Regions from separate parts of the Oryctolagus cuniculus genome. Here region 1 is linked to region 2. A link is a contact called in public Micro-C data. All regions are on one chromosome and are shown on one strand. The core of a region is the stretch at or near the end of the contact, and the rest is flanking DNA. Distances in the headings are between cores, read along the strand shown. Region 1 holds the start of SPIRE1 (spire type actin nucleation factor 1). Region 2 overlaps CIDEA (cell death inducing DFFA like effector a).

Region 1 (7,044 bases), core at 818-3,317, 350 kb before region 2:
TAGTACATTATTCTATACAGTCCCTCATTGTGAAATAGGCACTGGAACTTATTTCTCCTAACTAAAACTTAGTATCTGTGAAAATTTGTTTTTAAGAAAGTATCTTTTAAATATAATGTTTTAAATTTGTTTTTCCCCTTTTTTCCCACTTCACTTCCTTTCCCCTTCCTTCCATTGTTATCTTTACTTGGATTTTTTTTACTCCCTTATGCCATGAACAGCGAGTGGACCACGGATTCCTTAGTTGATTAATTCATCCAACTTGCCTCTTGGCCTAAGGCAAGGCTGATAATGTTTCTGACTGTAGCTGTTAATAACCTAGAATGCCAGAAGATGGCGGTGTTGCCCATAAAAGCAGAGCACTTTGCTGTTTTCCTAGGTTGTCTGAACTACCTGAAGCCCTTGTTTCTGAAATCCATACAGATCTCGACATTTTTTTTAAGATTATATATTTATTTGAAAGAATGACAGTGAGAGACATATGTCTTTGATCTGCTGGTTCACTCTCTAAATGGCTAAAGCGATCCAGACTGGTCCAGGCCTAGGCCAGCAGTCAGGAACTCCATCCTGGTGTTGCAGGTGGGTAGCAGGGGCCCAGTGCAACAAAGAGCTGGATTGGAAGCAGAGCAGCCAGAACTCTGATGTGGGATGTTAACACCAGGCCCCAGGCTCTCAACTTTAAAGACAGTCGATTTGGGAATGTTTGACCATGTTTTAAATCAAGAAGATATGTATGTATATACAAATACAGTTTCACATAGCAATTAAAGACACTTGCCTCTCTGGCCTTCGGCACACAGTGATACTGCACTTTTTCACAAGTGGGATTATGCCCCCACAAGTAAGTGATGCGACTTTAAAGAGTTGTTTGTTACCTTTTGTAGTGAAATTATAATAAGGTACCAGGTAGCAGGACGCTCTCTTCTCCTGCCTCCATTGGTCCTTTCGCTTTTCCCCATTCCTGCCCGTATGGTGGTTATCTTAAGCATTTAACAACAGATTATTGTAATTTCTACTGCATACTGCAGGACACAATAGATGAAAGTGTGATTCAATATCTAATGCTGCACACAAAACTCTGCCCTGAAAGGTCTGTCACTACTTAGTGTAAGTTTCTTGGTACTTTCAGCTGGAGGTTTTCCACACAGGAATAGCCTCACTCAGAGGACACTGTTACCAATCAAACTCATTTAACAGTGGGGTGATTGTTCTATTTAAGAATTACCTATTTTTACTGCATGGTTTAATGGGCTCATTGAGGTCCCCCAAAAGTATGTCTTTGTTGCATTCTATGGCTCAACTCCCTCAGTCCAATTCTGTCAGTGCGATATCAGTTAAACACCGAATGAGCAGCTGAGCTAACTGGGCTACCACGAACGCGGTTACGGGGACACGTGATCTTAGTGAGAGGTTGCACAAATGTTACAAATGAATCCGAAACGACGCGGAAACCGACGGCTGCAAGCCCAGATCCTGATTTAGGCTTTTGGGTGAAGTCAGTTAGCAAAACCTGGAAAGATCTCCGCCCTCCCTGAACTCTGGAGAGATTCAGTACACCAGAAACCTCACCATAGCAGAGCAGGGCACGAGGAACCACAGCGCCGGTGGTCCAGGCTGCGAGCCGAGAGGAGCCTCGGCGCCCAGGGGCCAGCGCACACGTCCTGGGCAGCCAGAGGCGAGGGGTTCTGCAGACCTGAACTGAGGCCGGGTTCAAGCTCCTAATGAGATCGTCGGGAAACCAGTCCCGGGCATGGACAGCGACTTCCCCGCTCCGCAGGGTGGCGACCCGCTGGACACGCTCAGGGCCCCAGCACAGCCGGCGGGGCGGAGTCCCCGACCGTGGGAACCCTCCTGACCGCGCGCCCCGCCCCGCCCCCCGCAGCGGCTCCCCCCACGCAGCCCCCGACTCCTCGTCCTCTCCGGACCACGCGCCACGCCTCCGGCGGCCCCTGACCCCGCGCCACGCGCCCCCCGGCCGCGCCCCCTCCCCGGCCCCCCACCCCTACCGAGCGCCCTCTCCGGACCGTGCGGCTGCCCCGAGGGCTGGGCGCGGGGCGGGGCGAGGCGAGGCGGGGCGGGGCGGGCGGACGCCATCGCGTAGCTACCGGCCGGCGGCGGCCTGGTCAAGACATCCGCGGCGTCCTCGCCGCCCTCCGCTCGCCTACGCCGCCCGGGCCTTCGCCTCGGTCCCCGGGGCGGCGCGCGCGGCCGGGTTGGGCGGCGGCAGCGGCGGCGGCTCGGGGCATGAGGAGGCGGCGTCGCGCGGAAACGATGCTGTGGAGCTGAGGAGACGCGGACACACGGCGCGGCGGCCAAGCGCAGCGCCTATCCGCGGGATGGCTCAGGCGGCCGGCCCGGCAGGCGGCGGGGAGCCGAGGGCCGACCCGGCGAGCGGCGAGGGGCCGCCGGAGGCCGGCGCGGCCGGGGGCACGGAGGACGCCCTGAGCCTGGAAGAGATCCTGAGGCTCTACAACCAGCCCATCAACGAGGAGCAGGCGTGGGCCGTGTGCTACCAGTGCTGCGGCTCCCTGCGCGCCGCGGCCGCCCGCCGCCGCCAGCCCCGCCGCCGCGTGCGCTCGGCCGAGCAGATCCGCATCTGGAGGGACGGCGCCGTCACCCTGGCGCCCGCCGCCGGCGACGAGGGAGAGCCGCCCCCCACTGCGGGTGAGCCCACCGGGCCCCTTCCACTCGCAATCCTCGGGCCCTCTCTTTTTTGCAGACTCTGAGCTCAGTCCTTTCGTCCCCGCGATCCTCCCCCTCCTACGGTGCGCCGTGGGCAGGACCCGGGCCTGGGGACGTGGGGAGGGCGGAGTGGATGCTGCGAGCAGGCAGAGCTCCGCGTCCGTCAGAGTCTCGGGCGGGGGCGGATGGCTGCACAAAGAGCTGGGAGGGGGCCTGGGGCGAGCCTGGGGTCGGCGCGGGCCTGCGCCCCCCACGGCAGGCGGTGGGTCCCACCGGCTGCTGCGCGGGCTTGTTCGGGGGAACGATGCGGGGCTGCGTGCTTTCCGGAGAAGCTGTGTGCGTAGTTCGTGCCTGGGCCGTGCGCTTGGGGCTGTGCCCGCCGTGTGCTGAGGGGCTGTGAAGTGTTCACGTGAGAGCTTGTCAAGGAGTCTTAGAAATCGCATCTTTAGGAAGGAATAACCAGCTAGTATTTTAAATCTGACACAATGCCTTCGGTTTGGCAGTGTGAAGAACTCTAAAGCCCTGAGAATTCTGGTATTTTTTGGAGAAAGGGGGAAATGGACTAAATAATGTTTAACTTGAGGTTCGAAAATATCACTTACGTATATGTTAACTTGTGTGTGTGTGTGTGTGTGTGATGGAAAGCAATCTTGTAAAAAATGGACAGGATGTTGAGTCGGAGAAAATGGGATTTCGTTCTGTCTGCCTAATGTAAATTCTGCCGGATAATCTCCTGAAGAGTGACATGCTCTAGCCAGGGGTTTACCCGAGTGCTCCTTGAAGAGCAGAAGACTGATAATAGGTTTCTCTTCTCCGTCTGTATTTAATTCCGTCTTTTGAGAGGCAAGTCTATTAAAAACACAGGCAAACAATCCACCTTCACTTTTAGAAAGTTGATGGAAGTGTCAAAATGCTTAAGGTGAAAGATGTAATTCAGAACTACTGAGATCGCATTTAATGAAAATTCTTATCTAAATTGATTAAACATTTTAGACTGTAGTTACCAGTTCTTCCAGTTCCCATGAAACATTTATGTGCTTCTCCTTTTTTATATAAGGTAAACAAATTTTTAGTGGCCAGTAAATAACATTTTTATTTACAACTAGCCTTTTTATGATTTTTGGGGGGAAATTCTTTTTTAAAATAGTTTTGTTGAGTAAATGATGTGCTTATTGCAGAAATTCTGAGAGAAAGAGAAAGAGATCTTCATCCGCTTCCATCCCCAAATGGCTCATCCCAGTCTCCCACATAGGTTCAGGGGCCCGAGCACTTGGACCATCTTCCACTGCTTTCCCAGGCCACAGCAGAGAGCTGGATCAGAAGGGGAACAGCTGCAACTCCAATCAGCGCGCCTGTATGCGATGCTGGTGTTGCAAGCGTAGCTTAACCAGCTATGCCACAAAGCCGGACCCTGCTGATTGCTTTTAGACTTGGACTTTATATTAGCGGGAAATAATTGCCATTGTAATTTATTAACTTCGTATTAAGATGGCACCAAAAGATGTATCCCAGGCTGTTCTGTGGGATTTAGTTGTCAAAGGGAAAAATTGGTTGTATTCAGCCTGCTTTTGGAAGCAGCATGGTTGCAGTAATTTCTGAAGAGGGCAGACAGCAAACTCCATTCCACGTTGTTTCTTGAACTTCATCCCAGTAGAGGGTAGTTTAGTTGTTAAAGACTGATTGACTTTTTTTTTTAATTAGAAGCTTGTATTGAAATGAAATTAGTATGAGTGATAGCATTCTGTCCTCAGTCTAATACACTGTAGTTACGGAGCGATAGCAGAGTTGTTTTCCAGAATCAATAGTAGAGTTGTAATCCACTCTCTCCTCCTTCGTTCTCCTCATGACCTCTGCTACCAGATGTGAAGAGGGCCTAATCAAAGTTGATGATATGGATAGTCTTGAGCTTTACAATATTGCTTATGGTAGTTTATTTCCTTTAGGATTGAAGGGTAGTTGTAGAACTATGGAAGATACAATGTTTTGTGGGTCATTGACTTTTTTTTTTAAAGATTTATTTATTTATTTGAAAGTCGGAGTTACACAGAGAGGAGAGGCAGAGAGAGAGAGAGACAGAGAGGTCTTCCATCCACTGGTTCACTCCCTAATTGGCTGCAGCTGCTGGAGCTGTGCTGATCCGAAGCCAGGAGCTTCTTCCAGGTCTCCCATGTGGGTGCAGGGGCCCAAGGACTTGGACCATCTTGTACTGCTTTCCCAGGCCATAGCAGAGAGCTGGATGGGAAGTGGAGCAGCCGGGACTTGAACTGACACCCATATGGGATGCCGGTGCTTCAGGCCAGGGCATTAACCCTCTGCGCCACAGCGCTGGCCCCTACTCTTAATTCTTTAAGAATGATGAATAATTTGGTATTGTGCATACTTGTATAAATTCTAAGAAAAAGTTGTATTCATAATATTTTCATTGTAAGCATTTTTTCATTGTAAGGTATGTGGCATGATTATATGTGTGTATATATATAGCAGCTTTTATAATTTGACTTGTTTTCCATTGATTTATTTTCTCAGTGCAGGTTTAGGGAAGTTCAGATAACTTGCTCAAAATCATACTGGTAACCCTAAATCAAATCCAGGTTTCCTTAAACCTTTAGGCCTTAAAGTATTGTGAAATGGGCCGGCGCCATGGCTCACTAGGCTAATCCTCCGCCTTGCGGCACCAGGACACCGGGTTCTAGTCCCGGTCGGGGCGCCGGATTCTGTCCCGGTTGCCCCTCTTCCAGGCCAGCTCTCTGCTGTGGCCAGGGAGTGCAGTGGAGGATGGCCCAAGTCCTTGGGCCCTGCACCCCATGGGAGACCAGGATAAGTACCTGGCTCCTGCCATCGGATCAGCACGGTACGCCAGCCATGGCGGCCATTGGAGGGTGAACCAACGGGAAAAGGAAGACCTTCCTCTCTCTCTCTCTCTCTCTCACTGTCCACTCTTCCTGTCCAAAAAAAAAAAAAAAAAAGTATTGTGAAATGAAACACATTTGGTTTGACTTTATATAATGATTCCTCCCCTTGATAACTGAGTAACCTTGAGGATTTGATCTCCCTGAGTTTAGCCTTTTCCTACGTAAGATCAAAAGATATCATTTTTCAGGGCTGGCGCTGTGGCATAGTGGGTAAAGCCACTATCTGCAGTGCTGGCATCCCATATAGGCACCGGTTCAAGTCCCAGCTGCTCCACTTCCGATCCAGCTCTCTGCTGTGGCCTGGGAAAGCATTAGAAGATGGCCCAAGTCCTTGGGACCCTGCACCTGCGTGGGAGACCGGGAAGAAGCTCCTGGCTCCTGCCTTCGGATTGGCTCATCTCTGGCCATTGTGGCCAGCTGGGGAGTGAGCCAGTGGATGAAGACCCCCACCCCCCCTCCCTCTCTCTTATAATTCTTTCAAATAAATAAATATTTTTAAAAATGTATCATTTTTCTCATGGGGCAGAGGTTTAAGTGAGGTAATACATGTAAAATGATGAAAAGACTACTTCTCTTCCTCTTCTGGTTCTGTGTAGCTTGCTTTTGTTAAAGGTTTATTTATTTATTTGAAAGGTAGAGAGAGAGAGAGAAGGGGATAGTATCTTCCATTTGCTGGCTCACTGCCCAAAATGGCGACAGTAGCCAGGGCTGGGCCAGGCTGAAGCCAGTAGCCTGGAACTCTGGATCTCCTGGGTGAGTGCAGGGACCCAAACACTTGGGCTGTCTTCTGCTGCTGCTTTCCCAGTGCACTAGCATGGAGCTGATTGGTCAGTGGAATAGCTGGGACTAAATCAGTGCTCACATGGGATGCCAGTCATAGGCCGTGGCTTAACCCACTGTGCTACAATGCTGGTCCTGGTCCTGTGTTGTTTTCATGTCATCATAGTGCCTCCAAACTAGCTATTCTTTATTTTCACTTAGAATTGGGACAGATGTCTTGTTATCAGGGTTTCTCAGTGTCAGCCGTGTTGACGTTTTTGGCTGGATAATTCTCTGTTGTGGCTCTGTCCTGTGCAGCATCTTGGCTCTGACCTGGATGCTAATAAACTCCTCCCTCTTAGTTGTGACCATAAAGAAGTTGCTGGGGGTAAGTGTTGTGGTGAATAGCTGTGACACTGACATCCTGTATCAGAGTGCTGGTTCCAGTCCTTGCTGTTCCGTTAACCTTCCAGCTCCTTGCTAATGTGCCTGGTAAAAAAGCAGAGGATGGCCCAGATGCTTGGGCTACTGCCACCCACATGGGAGACCTGGATGGAATTCCAGGCTGCTGGCTTCAGCCTGGATCAGGCTCAGTCTTTGAGGACATTTGGGGAGTGAACCAGTGGATGGAGTATCTCTTTTTTTTCTCTTTCCCCTATTCCCCTCTCTTTCAAATAAATAAATCTTTAAC
Region 2 (6,674 bases), core at 3,441-5,940:
GATTGCAATTTTTACCAAAATAAATTTTAAAAAATTTCCCCCACCAATGCACCTGGAAAAGCAGCAGGAGAAGGTCCAAATCTTTGGACCCTTGCACTCATGTGGGAGACCCAGAAAAAGCTCCTGGATCTTGACTTCAGATCTGTCTGGTTCCAGCTGTTGTGGCCATTTGGGGAGTGAACCATTGAATGGAAGATCTTTCTCTATGTCCCCACCGTGCCCTGGTTCACTTTTCAAATGTTGGCAACGGCCAGAGCTGGGCAAGGGCCAAGCCAGAAAATGGGAACCCAATCTTGGTTTTATTTGTGAGTGGCAGGGACCCAACCACTTGACCTATCCCAGGGTGTACATTAGTAGAAAGTTAGAATCGGGAGTGGAGCTGGGACTTGAAGGCAAGCACTCCAACATGGGATTCAGGTCCCAAGCAGTATCCTAACCACTATGCCAAACGCCCCTTTCAGTTCCATTTTTCCATGAAGTACCCTTGTACCTCACTTCTAGTTGCAAAAGTGTGTGAGGACTTCTCTACACACACACACACACACACACACACACACACACGAATTCTGCAGTGGACACCAGCTGGTCTCTCATAACTCAATTCTTATTCTACCCACCTGGAGAGAGCATCAGGTCCACTAGACTGCCCCCACATCAGATGCCAACCCAGGTCCCTGGCTGTGGCCTGTGCTTCCCACCAGCTAGCTGTAGTTTGGGGTGCCCATGACACTTCCCTGAGGTTCAGTGAATTTGCAAGAGCCGCCCCCAGCACTCAGGGGAACATTTCACTTACTCTTACCCGGTGACTTTATGAACAGTGCGAAGTGGGTGGATGAACAGCTGAATGGAGAGGACCACAGGGCCAGGAATGTGGGGAGGGGCGGAGCCTCTGTGGGCAGCACTTGACAGGAATCTCCACACGTTCAGCAGCCTGGAAGCTCTCCAACCCCACAGTTTGGGGGAGTTTTATGGAGATTTGATTATGTAGGCATGGTGGATCACCCCACTGGCCATTGATGGTCAACTCAGCCTTCAGCTCCCTGCCCTCCCTGGACTCAGGGGCTGGGCTGAGAGTGTCTATGCTCTAATCCCACAGTTGTTCCCCCTGGCAGCCAGCCCCAACCTAAGCTACCCAGGAGCCCCACCAAGACTCATCTCTCACCCGGGAAAGTCCAAGGGACTTAGGAGCTGTGTCAGGTGCTGCCATCACACAGGAAGTGACAAATGTCTTAGGGGTTCTGTGTCAGGGACAAGGGCCAGAGACCAAATATAGGCTTCTTATTATGTCACAGCATCACAGGGGCCCTTGTACCCTGACCTGGCCGTGGAATGGCAGGATGGGCCCTCTGTGGTCAGGCTTGGGGGTGGCCTGAGGACACCACACAGGTGGGGTGGGGGATGCAGCTGTGACCTCCACAGGTCAGCCTCCAAAGCTCACAGCCAGTGGGCATCTCAGGGGAGGCCTGGGGATCTGTGATCCCTGTGGTCAATCCATGTACCCCTGGTGCCTTGGCACAGGAGTTCCCAAACATCTGGCCTGAACCCCCTGGGTCTGAGCTATGAGGGACCACTCACTGGCACCAGATGAGGAAGCACACTTGCCCAGATGTCGTGTCCATGTTACCACAGCTCAGAAGTGTCCCCTTATCCTTAGCCACAGCTTCAGTTTCTCCAGATTCAGTTACCCATGGTCAACTGCAACCAAAAATATTACATGGAAAATTCCAGAAGCAATTCATATGTTTTTTTAAAGATTTTATTTACTTATGTATTTGAAAGGCAGAGTTACAGACAGGCAGAGGCAGAGAGAGAGAGAGATCTTCCATCCGCTGGTTCACTCCCCAAATGGCCACAACAGCCAGAGCTGTGCCGATCCAAAGGCATGAGCAGGTGCTTTTTCTAGGTCTCCCATGTGGGTGCAGGGGCCCAAGCTTTTGGGCAATCTAGCACTGCTTCCCCAGGCCATAGCAGAGAGCTGGATGGGAAGTGGAGGAGCCGAGACTTGAACTGGCGCCCATATGGGATGCTGACACTGCAGGCGGAGGCTTTACCCACTAAGCCACAGCGCCAGCCCCAACAATCCATATGTTTTAAATTGCTCACTGTCCTTAGCAGCATGAGGACATTGTGCTGCATCCCACCCAGGACATGAATTACCCTTGTCTAGAGTATCCACGACGTGCACTATCCACGTGTTAGTCACTTGTAGACTTCTCGGTTATCAGACTGTGGGATTTCAGCCTGTGTGCTAAAGCCACCCTTACTTCCTTAATAACAGCCCCAAAGCACAAGAGGAGCGATGCTAGCAATTCAGATATGCCAGAGAGAAACCACGTGTGCTTGCTTTAAGTGCAGAGTGAATTCCCAATTTATTATGGAAAAGAGTCATACTCCGAGGTTAGTAAGATCCACGGCATGAAGGAATCTTCTATGCATAAAGTTGTGAGTGAAAGAAATTGGCGCTAGCTTTGCTGTCATACCCCTAGCTGCAGAAGTGCGTGAGAAGTGCTTCCTTAAGGGGAAAAGCTATTACGTGTGTGGATGCGTGTGTGGGAAAACACGTGGGGTATACAGGGCTCAGCACTATCCTTGGGTTCAGGATCCCTGTGACTAAGGGCGCTGCTGTGCCACGAAATCTTGGGGAAAGAGCGAAGCTACAGGGTGCCCACAAGCTCCCGCTGTGAGAGGTGGAGGGCGGCCTCAAGCAGTGTGGGGGGGGCACCTGGGCATGTGTCAGTCATCAGGGAAGCAGTTCCTGGCCTGCCCCGTCCTCAGAGTGCGACAGGGAAGACTCTGGGTTTGCACCTGTCCTCCCGAGAGTGCTCCTAGCGACAGGCACCACCTTTGGGGAGACAGAAGTAATCACAGCAAGAACCAGGGCCGCAAAGGAGAGGAACCTGCCTCGGGTTTCTTTCCATTGACTTATTTATAACAGAAAGCACGGCGCCCACAGTGGCACTGCCCCCCTTGGAGGTGGCGTCCGGTTCCGTTCACGGCTGGCTCCTGTGCTGCGCGCACGCAGGGCCACCTCCCTGCAGCAAAGGCCTCCTTCCATGGCCTGAAACGCTGGAAGACTGAGCCTGTGTCCCCCGGGGCCGGGCTGGCCGGGCTGTGGCGTCCTCGCCAGGCACAGCTGCAGAGGGCGGATGCACAAGGAGAGGGCAGACACCGGCCACAGTCCTTGTTTGGGATCTGAGCTTGGAAAGGGCCGTGTGAGGTCACTGAGCGGGGGGCCCAGCACTGGCAGAGAGGAGAGGAGCAGAAAGGGGTCCCCCGAGAGGGGCTGGCGGCCAAAGACCCAGCGTTTACATTTGAAAATCTGTGCCAAGAACATCTGTCTGGGGATGGAATTCCTGGGCCTCCTAGGCTGGATCTTAACTGCACAGATGAGGAAAGAGATTGGAGACAGCGGGGTGAGTCCAGCCAGAGGCCGCCTCTGCCGCAAGGTAATGCAGAATATTCTATCCTATCCTGTTCTGTTCTGTTCTGTTCTATTCCATTCCATTCCATTCCATTCCATTCCATTCCATTCTATTCACATCCCCAGTGCATGCCAGGTGTACAGTCTCGCGCTCACAGCAGAAAGTGCTCCTTGAGATCCGCCAGGACAGGTGTGTCGGATGGGGGGAGGGTACCACAGCAGGTGTGGAGCTACCTGTGGTTTTGCCCCGATCTCCTAAGAGCCACTTCCTTTTCTCTGAGTTAGGATTCTAGAGTGAACACATTGGAACTCTTATGCTAGGAGCTGCCAAGGACACACAACACTCTGTCCCAAAAAGGGACAAGGCCCAGGGGTGTGGACTCAGCTAACTAACAGCTTGGATATCGGCGGCATCCAAAATTCTGCAGCACCCCCAGCCGCTGGAGCCAGCACAACCCCCTGCTGCTGGGCGCGGGAGAGGCCCCTCTGAGCTAGGGGCTGAAATGAGGGTCGTGGGGACTCCTATCAGAACAGAAAGGAGTCCACACCTGCTGCAGCCCTTCCCCTAACTGAGGTGGGTGGGACTCCGCAGGGTTTCTCGGGGTAAAAGCCAGGGGTCCCGTGAAGCCTTTGAAGACAGCAAAATCAGGTCTGTAGCTTCCTCGGTGCAGGCACCACTCCTGGGAGCCCACAGCCCCTGCCCCTGCCCCAGGCCGGCCTGAAGGATTCTTGTGTAGAGGCTGCTCCACTCCTGGTCACCCCAGCACATCGGGCACTGGAGACAGAGGACAGCAGGCCAGCGTCTTGTGGTCCTGCTGAACTCGTCCTCCTTTTGACGCGAGGTGGCCGGAGCCCATCTCCCTTCAACCCGGCTCGCACGGCCCAGTTTTCCCACCATCTGGATTCGGTGAGAAGGCCCAGGGCTGGCCCGGGGCCGGCCGAGCCAGGGCAGCGGCTGAGTCAACAGGATCAGGCACCGGAGCGAAAATTCCTTTTTTGGAAGCCAGGCAGCCACTTCTCAGGCCGGCGGCGGCGGAGTCCCCGGGAAGTGACGCAAGGCCGGGGCAGGAGAGGCAGGAGCGAGTGCCTTGCTCCAGGATGGTGCCTGGCAGCCTGGCTCAGGGGCTCGGACCTGCAACAGGGAAGGCGGCAGCCTTCTTCCGGGCCGGGCCGGGCCACTCGCTGTTCCTCTCTCCTGCCGCTGAGTGACTTCAGACAGCCGGGGTGGGGAGGAGTGGGGGTGGAGGGTGCTGTTGCGAGCCCCTTAGACAGGAAAGGAGGCGCTGGTGGGGCTGGTGGGGGCTGCAGGGGAGCAACGGAGAGCCCAGGAGGGGCCTCTGGGAAGGGCGGGAAGTCGGCCCCCTGGGAAGTTCTGGCGGCAGCACAGGAGTGGGGGAGGGGATTCTTTCTTCTCCCCCAGCTGCAGGAGGGCGCGGGGGAGGGGTGTCTTTGTACCTTGCTGAAGCTGGCAGTTAGGAAAAGGAAAAGGCTTTTGAGCTACATTTCCTGATAGGAAAAGCCTAAATCTTAAGAGGGAAAATAGTATTTGAGAGGCAGAGAGAGACACAGAGAGAACTCTCACCACCTGGTTCTCTCCCCAGATGCTCACAGTGACGGAGGGTTCAAAGCCAGGGGCCAGGAACTCAATCCAGGTCTCCCCCGTGGGTGGCAGGGGGTGACTTGAGCCACCGTCACTGCTGCCTCCCAAGAGCTGCACTAGCGGGAAGCCAGAGTCAGGAGCCTGAGCCGGGACTTGAACCCAAGCACTGCAGTGTGGGGCGTGGGCATCCTAACTGCTAGGCCGGATGCCCAGCCCACGAATCCTAACGGGATTAGCTTTGCCTCTCAGCATCTGTCCCTTATTCTAGGGCCAGTCTCCCCAAATCCCTGGGATTGGTCCCAGTTGAGTCTGCCTCCAGGCTACTGCGATTTCAGGACCGGGTATGGCCCGGGCGACACAGCCCCTGCCCCTGTTTGCCATTTTAGGAGGTGGCAGAGATGCTGGGAGTATTATACACAGTCCAGTGATTCAGGGCACGGGTTTATTGTAGCAGGTGAGGAACCCAACAGCTCCTCCTGGATGTACCTGCCATTTGGTCCCTCGCCATGGCCCCCAGAGCCCCCCCCTCCCGCCATGTCCCTTCCCCATCCAGGGCCACCCGCCTCACAGGCTGCATCTCACACCATCACACCCCCTTCCTTCACCCAGCCCCCGCACCCCACCCCCACCCCGGGCAGCAGTGACCAGCAGCCAGCCGCGGAGGTAAACAACACGAGAGCACTTCAAGACCCATTTGAAAAGGGAGCATCTGGACCCAGAGGCGCGCACCCCTAGCCACACGTGAACCGGCCCCTGGAGTGCGACTTGAGAGAAGGCTGCTCCTCCGTGTCACCCAGCATGCCGAGCATGTAGGAGCCCATGTAGATGAGGAGCTGGCCGGTCACCTGGGCGGTGTAGGACAGGAATCGCAGCAGGCTCCTGCGACAGGCAAGACAGGGACGCGTCAGGCTGCGGGGAAGCACACGGGGTGGGCCTGCTGCACCCCAGCTGGCCTAACGCAGGCTCCGAGGTGGCAACGCGCACACAGGAGAGCGTGGTGATCTGAGAGGTGCTGCTCTGGGGACACACAAGTCCCCAGGGGCTGGGCAAGAGGCGATGCTGATGTGACCTGTCTGGGTGCAGGCTGGACTCCATGCATTCCCAGGTGAGCCACCTCGGCGCAGTGTGGCTCCCGCCAGCCACTTCCAAACGTGCCTGCTCTTGCAGGAACCAGGGTGCTCTGCTGGGGCAGACACGAGCGTGTGCCTTGTGCTGTCCCTCAGCTACCTGCCTCTCCAGCAGCAGCCCTGGTGGGCATAAGGTGCTATTGCATGGAAATCAATCAGCACTGGGGAGGGCGTTTGGCTCCGCGGTTAAGACACCTGCATCCTGTATCTGAGTGCCTGAGTTTGAGGCTCTATTCCACTTCATATCTGGCTTCCTACTAATGCACACCTTGGGAGACAGCAGGTGGTGCTTCAAGTGTTTGGGTCCCTACCACCCATGTGGAAGACCCAGATGGAGTTCCTGGCTCCTGGCTTCAGTCTGATCCAGCGTTGGCTGTTGCTGGCATTTGGGAGTGAACCAGTGAATGGAAGACCTCTCTCTCTCTCTCTGATATTCATCTTTCAGATAAATTAAAAAAAAAAAAAAGGAAATCTATCAGGCCAGGCTGGGGGAAAAGTCACAGCAAGACCCAGCTGAGGGGCTGGT

The links. Hi-C and Micro-C count contacts between places; a contact is called where the count stands out from the background.
Region 1: a Micro-C map of ear pinna shows a contact between it and region 2, with 5 times the contacts expected there. The contact joins the promoter of SPIRE1 here to the enhancer-like site in region 2. A contact is called at or near these places in 5 of 6 Hi-C or Micro-C datasets (ear pinna, embryonic fibroblasts, psoas muscle and 2 more).

What each region holds. Positions count from the first base shown.
Region 1 is chr10:69,507,467-69,514,510 of mOryCun1.1, reverse strand. SPIRE1 (spire type actin nucleation factor 1) reads left to right here and starts at 2,067. Exons shown (of 17, transcript XR_007921864.2): 1 at 2,067-2,664.
Region 2 is chr10:69,157,822-69,164,495 of mOryCun1.1, reverse strand. CIDEA (cell death inducing DFFA like effector a) reads right to left here. Exons shown (of 5, transcript XM_002713556.5): 5 at 5,450-5,900. The coding sequence ends at 5,753. Among named protein-coding and RNA genes, the nearest start is that of TUBB6, 23 kb to the left of the region's middle. Within about 2 kb of position 4,690, at least 4 of the 8 cell types and tissues checked have an H3K27ac peak or open chromatin away from gene starts, as enhancers often do. A contact at or near this core is called in ear pinna, where this site is marked.